Regions from separate parts of the Rattus norvegicus genome. Here region 1 is linked to region 2. Evidence: chromatin contacts called from public Hi-C data. All regions are on one chromosome and are shown on one strand. The core of a region is the stretch at or near the end of the contact, and the rest is flanking DNA. Distances in the headings are between cores, read along the strand shown. Region 1 holds the start of Smad3 (SMAD family member 3). Region 2 overlaps Smad3 (SMAD family member 3).

What was found. Hi-C and Micro-C count contacts between places; a contact is called where the count stands out from the background.
Region 1: a Hi-C map of Schwann cells shows a contact between it and region 2, with 4 times the contacts expected there. The contact joins the promoter of Smad3 here to the enhancer-like site in region 2. A contact is called at or near these places in 7 of 12 Hi-C or Micro-C datasets (the A7r5 cell line, the Rat2 cell line, Schwann cells and 4 more) and 1 of 1 datasets of contacts at active chromatin or transcription factors (oligodendrocytes).

What each region holds. Positions count from the first base shown.
Region 1 is chr8:73,129,451-73,134,609 of GRCr8, reverse strand. Smad3 (SMAD family member 3) reads left to right here and starts at 2,286. Exons shown (of 9, transcript NM_013095.3): 1 at 2,286-2,693. The coding sequence starts at 2,488.
Region 2 is chr8:73,036,036-73,040,876 of GRCr8, reverse strand. It overlaps Smad3 (SMAD family member 3), which reads left to right. Exons shown (of 9, transcript NM_013095.3): 5 at 2,045-2,095. Among named protein-coding and RNA genes, the nearest start is that of Aagab, 60 kb to the right of the region's middle. Within about 2 kb of position 2,241, at least 2 of the 93 cell types and tissues checked have an H3K27ac peak or open chromatin away from gene starts, as enhancers often do.

The DNA of each region.
Region 1 (5,159 bases), core at 1,037-3,536, 94 kb before region 2:
ACTGCCTGGCTAACATTTACTTTTTACTGGAAGATGATTACATAGGCCCCTTTCTGTTCTTCTCTGACCACCTAGCACACCTTCATCCCTGTCCCTTGGTGCTTCTCTGGCTGTGGACTCCTCATGGTTAAGGCTCTTCCTTGTTCACTGCAAATTTCTCAACAAGCAGCATACTTGTGGCTGGAGAAGTGCTGGAGAAGCAGGATTTGAACCATCTCTCCCGGCTATCCTTATTCAGGAATGGGATCAACACTGGTCTCCACTCCTGTCTTGTACTGGACTTCTGCAAAGTCCCGACACCTAGGAGGCAGAGAGCAAAGGGCTATCGTAGTTATGATGCGCCTGTGAGGAAAGCTTTTGCTTTGCAAATTGGGTCATAGCCCCTATACAGCTCTAGGGCCAGTTGGAAGACCTCAAAACCAAACCCAAACAAAAACCTGGGTTTAAATCCTGGCTCTGACCCTTGGGGCTGTGTCTCCCAGGACTTTAAAGGCAGTAGTTGGTGTATCTGTGTGAACATAGCAATTAAGACTGCCCACTTTAATGCCAGTATTTGGAGGCAGAGACAGGCAGATCTGAGACCAGCTTTACAGCACAAGTTCCAGGACAGCTAGAGATACAGTGAAACCCTGTCTTGAAAAAAAAACAAAACAAAACAAAACAAAACAAAGACCTCCTTCCTTATAGTCTCTAGCATCGAGTGGGAAGCTACAGCCACCATCTAATTGGTTTGCAAGGACCGGCCTATCTACTGAGCCTCAGGGGTCTTCCTTTCAGAACTCGGTATCAGGGAGGTGGGAGGAGAAAAACCACAACCCCTGACAAGCTGCGGCTGGCGGTTGGTGGTGGGGCAGCCTCAGGGACAGAGCAGGGGGCCCCTGAAGCTTCTGGGCTGACTTTGTGGGACTGGCCACACTTCATAGGGCTTTGTAACTCGCACCGGATCTTGGTTTGCAAATAACTTGTTTCTCACCACGGGAGGGGTGTGTGTGTGTGTGTGTGTGTGTGTTCGTGCGTGCGTGTGCAAAAACAAGCATAGTCTTTAGGAGCTGAGGGCCTGCTGTAACACCTCAAATCAGTAGAGGGACCGGTGGGTAACCAGCCCTGCATTCGCCCAGTCTGCGGTAAAGCCCTAGAGCTACCCCAAGTCAGGTTCTCTTGGCTTCCCACCTAGGCTAACTTTGAATAAACTTCCTAAGTCCTCCAGGCTTGCTCTATACTTTGTGTGTGTGCTCGCGCGCGCGAGTTCACTGATTTGTAAACAAAAGCTCTCTTACTTGTTTGGTGTTGAATTTCGGATCTTCAGTAACACCCTGTAATGTTAATTCTCCCCCTCCCCCAAAGAAAAATCCTAAAGCGCCCGCATTCATTCCTTCAGGAACGCAACAGATGTCTTTGAGGCTCCTTTTCTGTAAAGAGCTTGGTTCACTGGTCCCAAAGGACCCCTGGCTCCAGCTATTGTTCAAGTTGTCACTGAGGTCTCGTAACTCCCCTTTTAAGTCTCCCTCTCCCGTTTTCCAACTCCCTCCTCAGTAGTCTCAGGCAGTCAGCCGTTCTGATCTCACCCAGCAGGAAAACAAAAACAAAACAAAAAACACCTAAAGCAGCCCCGGCCACTGAGCGAGATCAGCGCGCCTCAACTTCCTGGGCCCCGAGCTTTTTCTGAACCCCTCGCCGCGCCCGGGTCCTCTCCCAGGTGCAGCCAGCCCTTGGCGGACCGTGCCTGTTCCCTGCGAGTCTAATCCTCTCTAGTCCTTGCAACTACATCTGAACGTCTTGGGGGCAGCGAGTCCCCAGGAGTCGGGTCCCGCGGCACTTGGCAGAGCTGACGGCCGCCGTGCCCGGTGGCCCACGTGGGCGCGCTTGGCGGAGCTGGGCGGGGAAGGCCGCGGGTCCTCCCCGGAGCAGGGCGCGGGGGAGGAGCGGGGAGCCCCGGCAGCGAGGGGGCGGCGACTGCGTTGGGAAGGAGGCTGCACGCGGAGCTGCGTGAAACGTAGACTTGGGAGCGGGCGGGAGAGGAGCGGGGAGCACGGCTGCACGGCCCTGGCCGGTCCTGCAAGGCGGCGATCGCAGGGGGAGGAGCAGCAGCGCTGCAGAGGCGGAGGGATCTGCGCACCAAAGCCATCCAGGCCAGCAAAGTTTGGCTGGGGGTTGGACTTTCCTTCTCGGAGGCGGCACCCAAACAGCTACCCCGTGCGGAAACCCAAACTTTCTACTGGCACTCGGAGTCTCGCGGCCGCCGCCTCCGCCCCGCGCGTCCCGGGCCTGTCCGTCAGTCCGTCGGTCCGCGTGGAGCCGCTCGGGCGCCGCCGTGTTCCGGATCCCCGCAACTGCAGTGCCGCTATCCTGGCCGGGACGCCTGGGCAAGTTCTCCAGAGTTAAAAGCGAAGTTCGGGCGCGGCGCAGGCCGAGCTGCCTCTGTGCGCCCCCGGCGTCCCCAGTGCGTCCAGCCCCGCCGGGGGCGCCGGTGACCCTTCCGTGCCAGCCATGTCGTCCATCCTGCCCTTCACCCCCCCGATCGTGAAGCGCCTGCTGGGCTGGAAGAAGGGCGAGCAGAACGGGCAGGAGGAGAAGTGGTGCGAGAAGGCGGTCAAGAGCTTGGTGAAGAAGCTCAAGAAGACGGGGCAGTTGGACGAGCTGGAGAAGGCCATCACCACGCAGAACGTGAACACCAAGTGCATTACCATCCCCAGGTGGGGTCCCAGAGCGGCGAGGGGTGGGGGGACGCGCCGGCCCAGCCCCCTAGCGCGGCCCGGTTGGATAAGGAGGGAGGGTGGGAGGGTGTGTGTGTGTGTGTGTGTGTGTGTGTGTGTGTGTGTGTGTGTGTGTGTGTGTTGGATAAGGAGGGAGGGTGGGAGGGTGTGTGTGTGTGTGTGTGTGTGTGTGTGTGTGTGTGTGTGTGTGTGTATGTGTGTGTGTTCGCGCGCGCCTGTAGGGGACGGAGAGTGGGTGGAGGGACCCCAAACAAAACCTTCGGATTTGTCCAGGCTCAGAGCCCAGGCTTCCGTGCGGCATTTTGGCTTCTAGACCTTAACGATCGCCAGCTGCCTCTGGGCAGCGGGGATGCTTCTGAGCTTGGCCCCCTAACTCTCGGGGCTTCGGGCTCCAAGTGGAGGCCCCGCTTTGTTCGGCTCTGCCGGCCGAGCCCCTCCTCCTCCGCCGCCTCCCGCCCCGGGCTCCTGGAGGTGGTGGCGTGTGTCCCTTTCTTTTCTTCAGCTCTGTTCCCCCATTTCTTTTCCTCGTCTACAGGAATGCAGTCGGTACAGCTGTGGGTGAGGAGCGGGAGCCCGTTGATTGACAGATTCCTTCTTCGCTCTTTCTTTGCCTTGGGATTAGCATTTTTACTGAGTATTTTTAGATTTGGTTGTGCCAGCCTCCCGCCCCCTGTGCACGCATGCACGCACGCACTTAGTTAGAGAGCAGAGCACCGACTTTGAAGCGGGAGAAACAAGTGGCAGAAAGTAGGGGCTTTCCCTCTTCCCACCCCACCCCTGCTGGTTTGCGATCTTTTAAATCCAGGGTATTCTGGTGCCTAGAATCGAGCAGGCAGCTCCAGGCAGATAACAAAACACCCTAGGGCTGGCCTCCCATCGGCCCTGCATTCCTGTAGAGCCTCTTTTCCCAAAGCGCTTTGCCATCTGTCCTGACCTCCTTTATCCTTCCCATCGGGCTAGAGGAGTCGGGCGGGAGCTCACAGATGGCTGATGGAAGGGGTCAGTGACTTCGCTCCCAAGGCCTTCTAGAGCATAGTCGCGTCTGGGCAATGGGGTGAGAGCACTTTAGTCTTCTGGTTTTGTTTTGTTTTTTCCTTCTCAGACACCTTTAAAGACTGATTCCAGATGAGGGGCAGGTGGGAATGTTTGGGGACGTCCCTGGCTGCAGAGGGATGGGGGGAGGGCTCCCAGGACCTACACTAGTAGAGGTCATCACTGTTCTGGGTCCTGGTAGCTTCCATCCTTGGCCACCTGCTCAAGGCAGCTGTGTATGGGCTGCCAGCCCTGATAGTAAGGCACAAAACAATGTCTGTCCACAGGGACCTAGGGTTGGCCTTCCTTGGAAATAAACACCACATATGGTGGGAATGCCGACTTAAAAAAAAAAAAAGAAACCAAACAAAAATAAAAGTCTTATCAACTCCAAACCTGAGTGGGTGGATCCTACTGAAGAGGGAAGGCTGTGTGTTGTCTGCTCGGCCTCTGAGCCTCTGCCAGCCGGCTTCAGGGGACCTGGTGTGATGTGGTGGTTTTCTCCGGTTTCCCCTTCTCCTTTATCGTTTCGATGGAGCAGGATGGTTGAGTTTCATAGGGCTCTGTCAGATCTGGAGACGCAGCCTTTTCCCAATCTGCCTGGGTGCACCCAGCCCAAGCGCTTTCTGTTCTGAGCCCTCCTCCAGAGCTATCAACTACGAAGCTGCAGAGTGTTTCACAATTTACAAGGCACGAACGTGCCTGGAGGACAACAGAACCGGGACACAGAAAAGGCACGGAGGTCTAGAACGATCTTGCTTTCAAAGTGACAGAACTTAGAGAGGCAAAGCATTCGACTAGATCTGGCGTACCCTTTCTCCCAGGTTGTTTTGTCCGGGGTGGGTAGTAGATCTCTTCTGCCTGCAAGGCTCTTGGTTAATCTTTGGGCTGGGGGCAGCTTGGAGGAGAGGCTGTGCCTTCCTCACCGGCAGGTAAAAGTTAGTGTGGTACTGAGAGTTCAGGCTAATGCCTGTGCTCCCAGCCTCCTAGGACTGGGTACCTTCAGCCTGGGCCTAGGAGGCCAGGTAAGGAAGCGGGGTGTTCATTCGTTGGCTCTTTGGCTGCAACCGATGACCGAACCCAGGGCTTCCTGCATGTTAGGCAAGCCCTCTGCTGCTGACCTACCCTCCCAGGCCTGGGATTCTTTTCTTTCATCTTTTCTCAACTAGTGAGACCCAGTTGCTTGGGTGGATCCAGACAAAGGTGGATTTCCATCCCTGGATTTTGTGCCCACGCCTCTGGGTCACCCTGTCTCCCTTGGCAACAGCTGCTGCTGTTTTGGCCATGGGCAGAAAGCTAAAGGCCACGTCTTGGGGAGGCGACTAGTTGGCTTCCTGCTGGTGCGATCCCTGTGTCTGCTAAGCCCAGGGCTTGTGTGTTGCTTGTCACATTGCTGCCTTTGAGAACTAGGGC
Region 2 (4,841 bases), core at 992-3,491:
TGACTTCTTTAAAAAGAAATATCTATCTACTGATGTGTGTGTCTGTCTGTCTGTCTCTGTCTCTCTCTATGTAGTGGCCAATGTGATCAGTGTGTCCCTGCTGGGAGGGACTGAGCTAGTTCTATCCTGCTATGCTCCCAGATGTTTCCCATGTCATATGTTATGTGACCAAATTGGTTCCAAACCAGCAGCTTCTTGAACAGAGCCCCAGCTGCCACACGGGACCTGTTCTGCATTGTGTAGTGGGCAAGGAGAGAGAAAGGGGCCCAGCAGCTGTTCCATTCCCACGATGGGGGGACTGCCTCACTCTCGGACTGCAAGAGGTTGCACAATCCTCAAAAGGGTGAAAAGGGATCACATGTGTGCTAGTCACTGGGGTGTTACACTTTTAGGTCAAGCACACCCCCCAACACACACCCATCCAGGCATGTGGCTGGCAGCACAGACCCAGCTGGAATGCACGGAAGACCTTCCTGTGCTCTGTGCCAAGTGACTGCTGAAAACTTGCAGCTACAGAGTGCTGGCATGGGAAGTGAGCCAGCTAGGCAGCCTCCCTCCAGCTGCAGAGCTTCTCACAGCCCGCTCTCTCCCCCTCTGTATGTGTACAATGACTGTAATAAACAAACGTCATCAGAATGGCCTGTGTGGGGGGAGGGCCAGCCATGCATGCTTTCCCTGGCTCCAATCTGCTTGCTCCCTCTGCTTTCTTTTGTCTCATTATGCTGTCCCCTCTCCTACACCTCTCTGTCCCTGCAAGGCTCTGTGGGAGCTAGGATTTGTGTACTCAGCCAACCTAGGCATGGATGGGTGGAGGTCTTTCTTTGTTCTTTTTCTTCCAAGTAACCCATTTGGCTCCGAGTCCAGTTGCTCATGGACTTGGCTTTCCTACCAGGTGAGATGTGGAAGTGTCTCTGGTTAGAGGGTCACCCAGGTCACCCTCAAGTCTCCCCTGAGAGCACATGTGTCCTTTCGACTAACCTTAGACCTTCATGATTTGAACTACCATAGAAATAGGAAACAACTATTGAATGCTTCCTATATGCCAAGCCTGGCAATTGTTTGTTTGTTTTTAATGTAACCTTCTATTTACTTTATACAGGTCAGTAGATGATAATGTCTCTACTTTATATGAGGGGGAAATGAAGGCGCAGTAATGTTAACATACTTTGGCCCAAACCACACGGGTGATACGTATTTGCAGCAAGCTGGCCAAGCCCCACTTGGCCTCTGAAATTGTTCTTTATCTCCACTGGGGCAGGTGCCACCACGGGAGAAAAGGAAGCCTGTGACCCATTCTTGGCCCTCTCAGAGCTCAGAACTCTGTTGGGGTGAAATAAAAGAGCCCCAGGGACAGCTCAAGGCAGCTTCAGGGCTCAGCCTCAAGGTCTGGTGGATGTCAGGGGGTGGGGTGGGGCCACAAGACATTCATAAATAACTAACTATGAGCTGCACACGGGCCTACAGAAAGGCAGACCTGATCTCTCTCTCTCTTTCTCCCTCCCTCCCCCCTCCCACACCCACACACTCACACCCACACACACACACACACACGTTTTCTTGGTAGCTAGGGATTGAGAGAAAATCAGAGCATGAATTATTAGACGTCACATGCCCTCTCCTGCCGTGTACGAAGGATCAAATAAGCTGCTGAGTTGCAGCATTTCTGAGGCAGATCTGTGAGGATGGAGGCTACCCTCCACAGCACACATAGGGGCTCCTTGTCTTTGCATTTCCTCAGGAATAGTCAGTCTTCCCTGAGGGCAGGTGTGTGAGCTGGCCTAGTTGGGCCCACCAAGGCCTGCACTGGAGCCTTGCTTAGGTGCTAAGGTGGAATGTGTTTGAGGGGCCTTTAAAATTACCTTCAATCTGTCTATTCCACAGATAGGGCATCATGGCTAGATGTGTAGTTGGGGGGCTCATGAGGTTAGGCCCAGGCTCCTGAGACTCCAGGCTTGGTCTAGGGTCTCCTTGTAGCATGGCGAGTGATCCTGTCTTGGTAGTGGAGTACTCCAACAATGTCTTACAACTGTGTCTCACCTTGCAGGCTCTCCAAACCTCTCCCCGAATCCGATGTCCCCAGCACACAATAACTTGGGTGAGTAACTATCCATCTTTAAGGTGAAGGCTGCCACACTCCTGGCTGTAACTCAACTGATTGCCTCAGTGGGAAGGGACAGTTAAGGTGAGCCCTGCCCCCTCCTTCACCATCAGCACAGCCCAACCCGAGGGGTTTCTGGTTACAGTGATCCTTGGGTCACCTCAGAACAGAGAAACCCGAGAACAGTGGCCTGTAGGAAAGACAGTCTATGCTGAGGTTCGTATTTCCCCTGGGAAGCGGTCAGACGTGAGTGAACAAAAATCTCCCAGACTTCAGGCCCAGGAGACAGGGGCCTCGGTCAGCCAAACACACGTGTGTGGCTTGGGGCAAAGCCACAGGCAGCTGCCCAGACTCGGCCCCCAGCTCCCAGAAGCTTGTTTCAGACACACATTGGTATTTCAGCTGAGTTATATCGTCTCATAATAACTTGTTATTAAAACAGCAACATATAAGGAATTTGGGGAGAAAGCAATGTGCCCACGATCGCACTGCCTAGCACAACTGTTTTATCGTGGTCTGTCTGGTACTGGTGAGGGCAGTGTACACATGTGCTCCATGCTGCTGAAACCAGGGCTTGTCTGCCTCTCCCAGTCTCTGCCTCTGTTTCTCTGAAAATGTGTCTCTCCATTCGAATGTCTTGATTAGCACTGTGTTATCTCCCAGTGTTTATATCAGCTGACCCCACTGTTCCCACAACAATGTTCAGCTGTTGGACTGCAGGTCAGTGTTCTGAGGGTCACCCTGCCAGCCTGCTAGCATCCCTCCTGTGTGGGAGAGGGAGGCTTTGCAGAAGTCCTTGGGGCTAGAAACGGCAGAAGGGCTCAAAACAGATGTGACATCCATGTTTTTATCAAAGGTAGCTTTTGATTTTCTGGTTTGTAGTTTGGAAAAAACAAAACAAAACAAACTAAGTTTGGGTTCATGGGGTTGGGAGTGTGGCGTTAGGCTAGCACTTGCTTTTCGGCTCAGGAAAAGCAGCTGATCATGGTAGAACCCTTCAGAGTGGAGTACGTTGGACAGGCTGTGGTGCCCACTTGTTTCAAGACCTTGGCAGATATCAGATAGAACTCGTCATCTAGAATATTGGGAGATGGGTAAAGAGCCTTTGAAATATGCCGATGTGTGGGTGGAACAAAACAGGACTTAGAGATACAGTTTAAATCTTTGTAGCATAATACCGCCGGGCTTGGCTGAGGGAAGGTCATATCCCTGATAGTGAAGGGACTGCGTTATTGAAAACAACCTGAGACTATAAGCCATTAAAGGCCAATTGTGAGCTTGACTCTGGGCTTCCCCTTTAGGATTGCTTTAGATTTATTTTTGGAGCATTTCATCCCACCATGGTCAGGCCAGTACCCCTGTGGCAGGTACTTATCTGTGAAGTCATCAAGGTCACAGGCCAGTCTGAAGGTGGCAGTGGCCTTGGGCCAGAATTCTCTGACTTAGACTTGGGGAGAAGGGCTGGGAGGATGAGCAAAGAGCAGGGTGGGCACAGGTGAGTATTTCCTGGGATCTCTTCAGATTACCCCAAGGTGGTTCTTCATAGCCATGGGCAGAAGCATGCTAACTTTCATGTCACGGATCAGAAAGTTAAGTGGACAGGAGAGCCTCCGAACTCAGCCGTACAGCTGCCGGCAGAGAAACTGACTTTGTATTTTGGCTTCTTCAGTCTATACAGACATCAGGGCAGAATCCATACAGCATATAGAGCTATGCTGAGGAGGATACTTAGACCTTCAGCCTGCTTACATCTGTGTTCACCTGTGGTGCTGAGGGAGCAAGCATAGAGGAGGGGGCTGGGTATGCCTGAGAGGAAGCCACATGCAATGGGCTGAGTAAATGAAGCAATGAGATGGGATGGGGGGGCACCGCAGGCAGCAGAGTGGGTGTGCTCCATGGAAGTCAGCAGTACAGTGGTTGTCAGGTGACAGGGAGAGCAGGGCAAGGTGAGGCTGAGCTCTGAACGCCACCTCACCCCCCCAACCCACAGCATGAGGCTGGTGGTATGCTGGAGGGGTTGTGGTGGGATCTTTATGGCAGCTTCACGGAGGTAATCTGGCCACTGTAGGGGGAGTATACATTTGATGAGAAGTTACTGGAGGAAAACCAGAAGGAAGCCCAAGTAGTCACTGACTACCCTGAGGAAAGTTGAGATGACCCATTATTGAAGTAGGAATGAACGTTTAAAGAGATGACCATGGGCCTGTGCATACGGGAATGGGATGGACCATGGAGAGGCCTGCCCTCACAAGGTGTGATGGGCCTGGAGAAAATTGATGGAGGTTGCTATGCCTTACAACCTCCCTGGGAAGTCAGAGAGGCTGGGGCCAAAGGCACAGAGATGCAATCATTGCTTTGTATTTGCCGTTGGTCCAAGGGGAAGGCGTTGTTATAAAGCACACAATGCCTGTGTGAAGCCCTTCCCAACCAAGAACTAGGGTGGGTAGCATAGAACAGTGCCAAGAAGGGGGGCAACCTTCCATTTGCAATCTTCCCACAAACAGGTGACTGCTGGGAACTTCTCTCTCTTGCCCACTGATCATTCCAGCAAGTCCACTCACTCAAAAAATACCACTGAAAGGCTTGTCTGATATCATAGGAGTAGGTGGATCGGGGAGAGAGGGGCCTGCTTCTGGGAGAGAGCCAATGAGACATAAGCTGGTCTATCATTGAGGAAAGTTAGGACAAGAACTCACACAGGGCAGGAGCCTGGAGGCAGGAGCTGATGCAGAGACCATGGAAG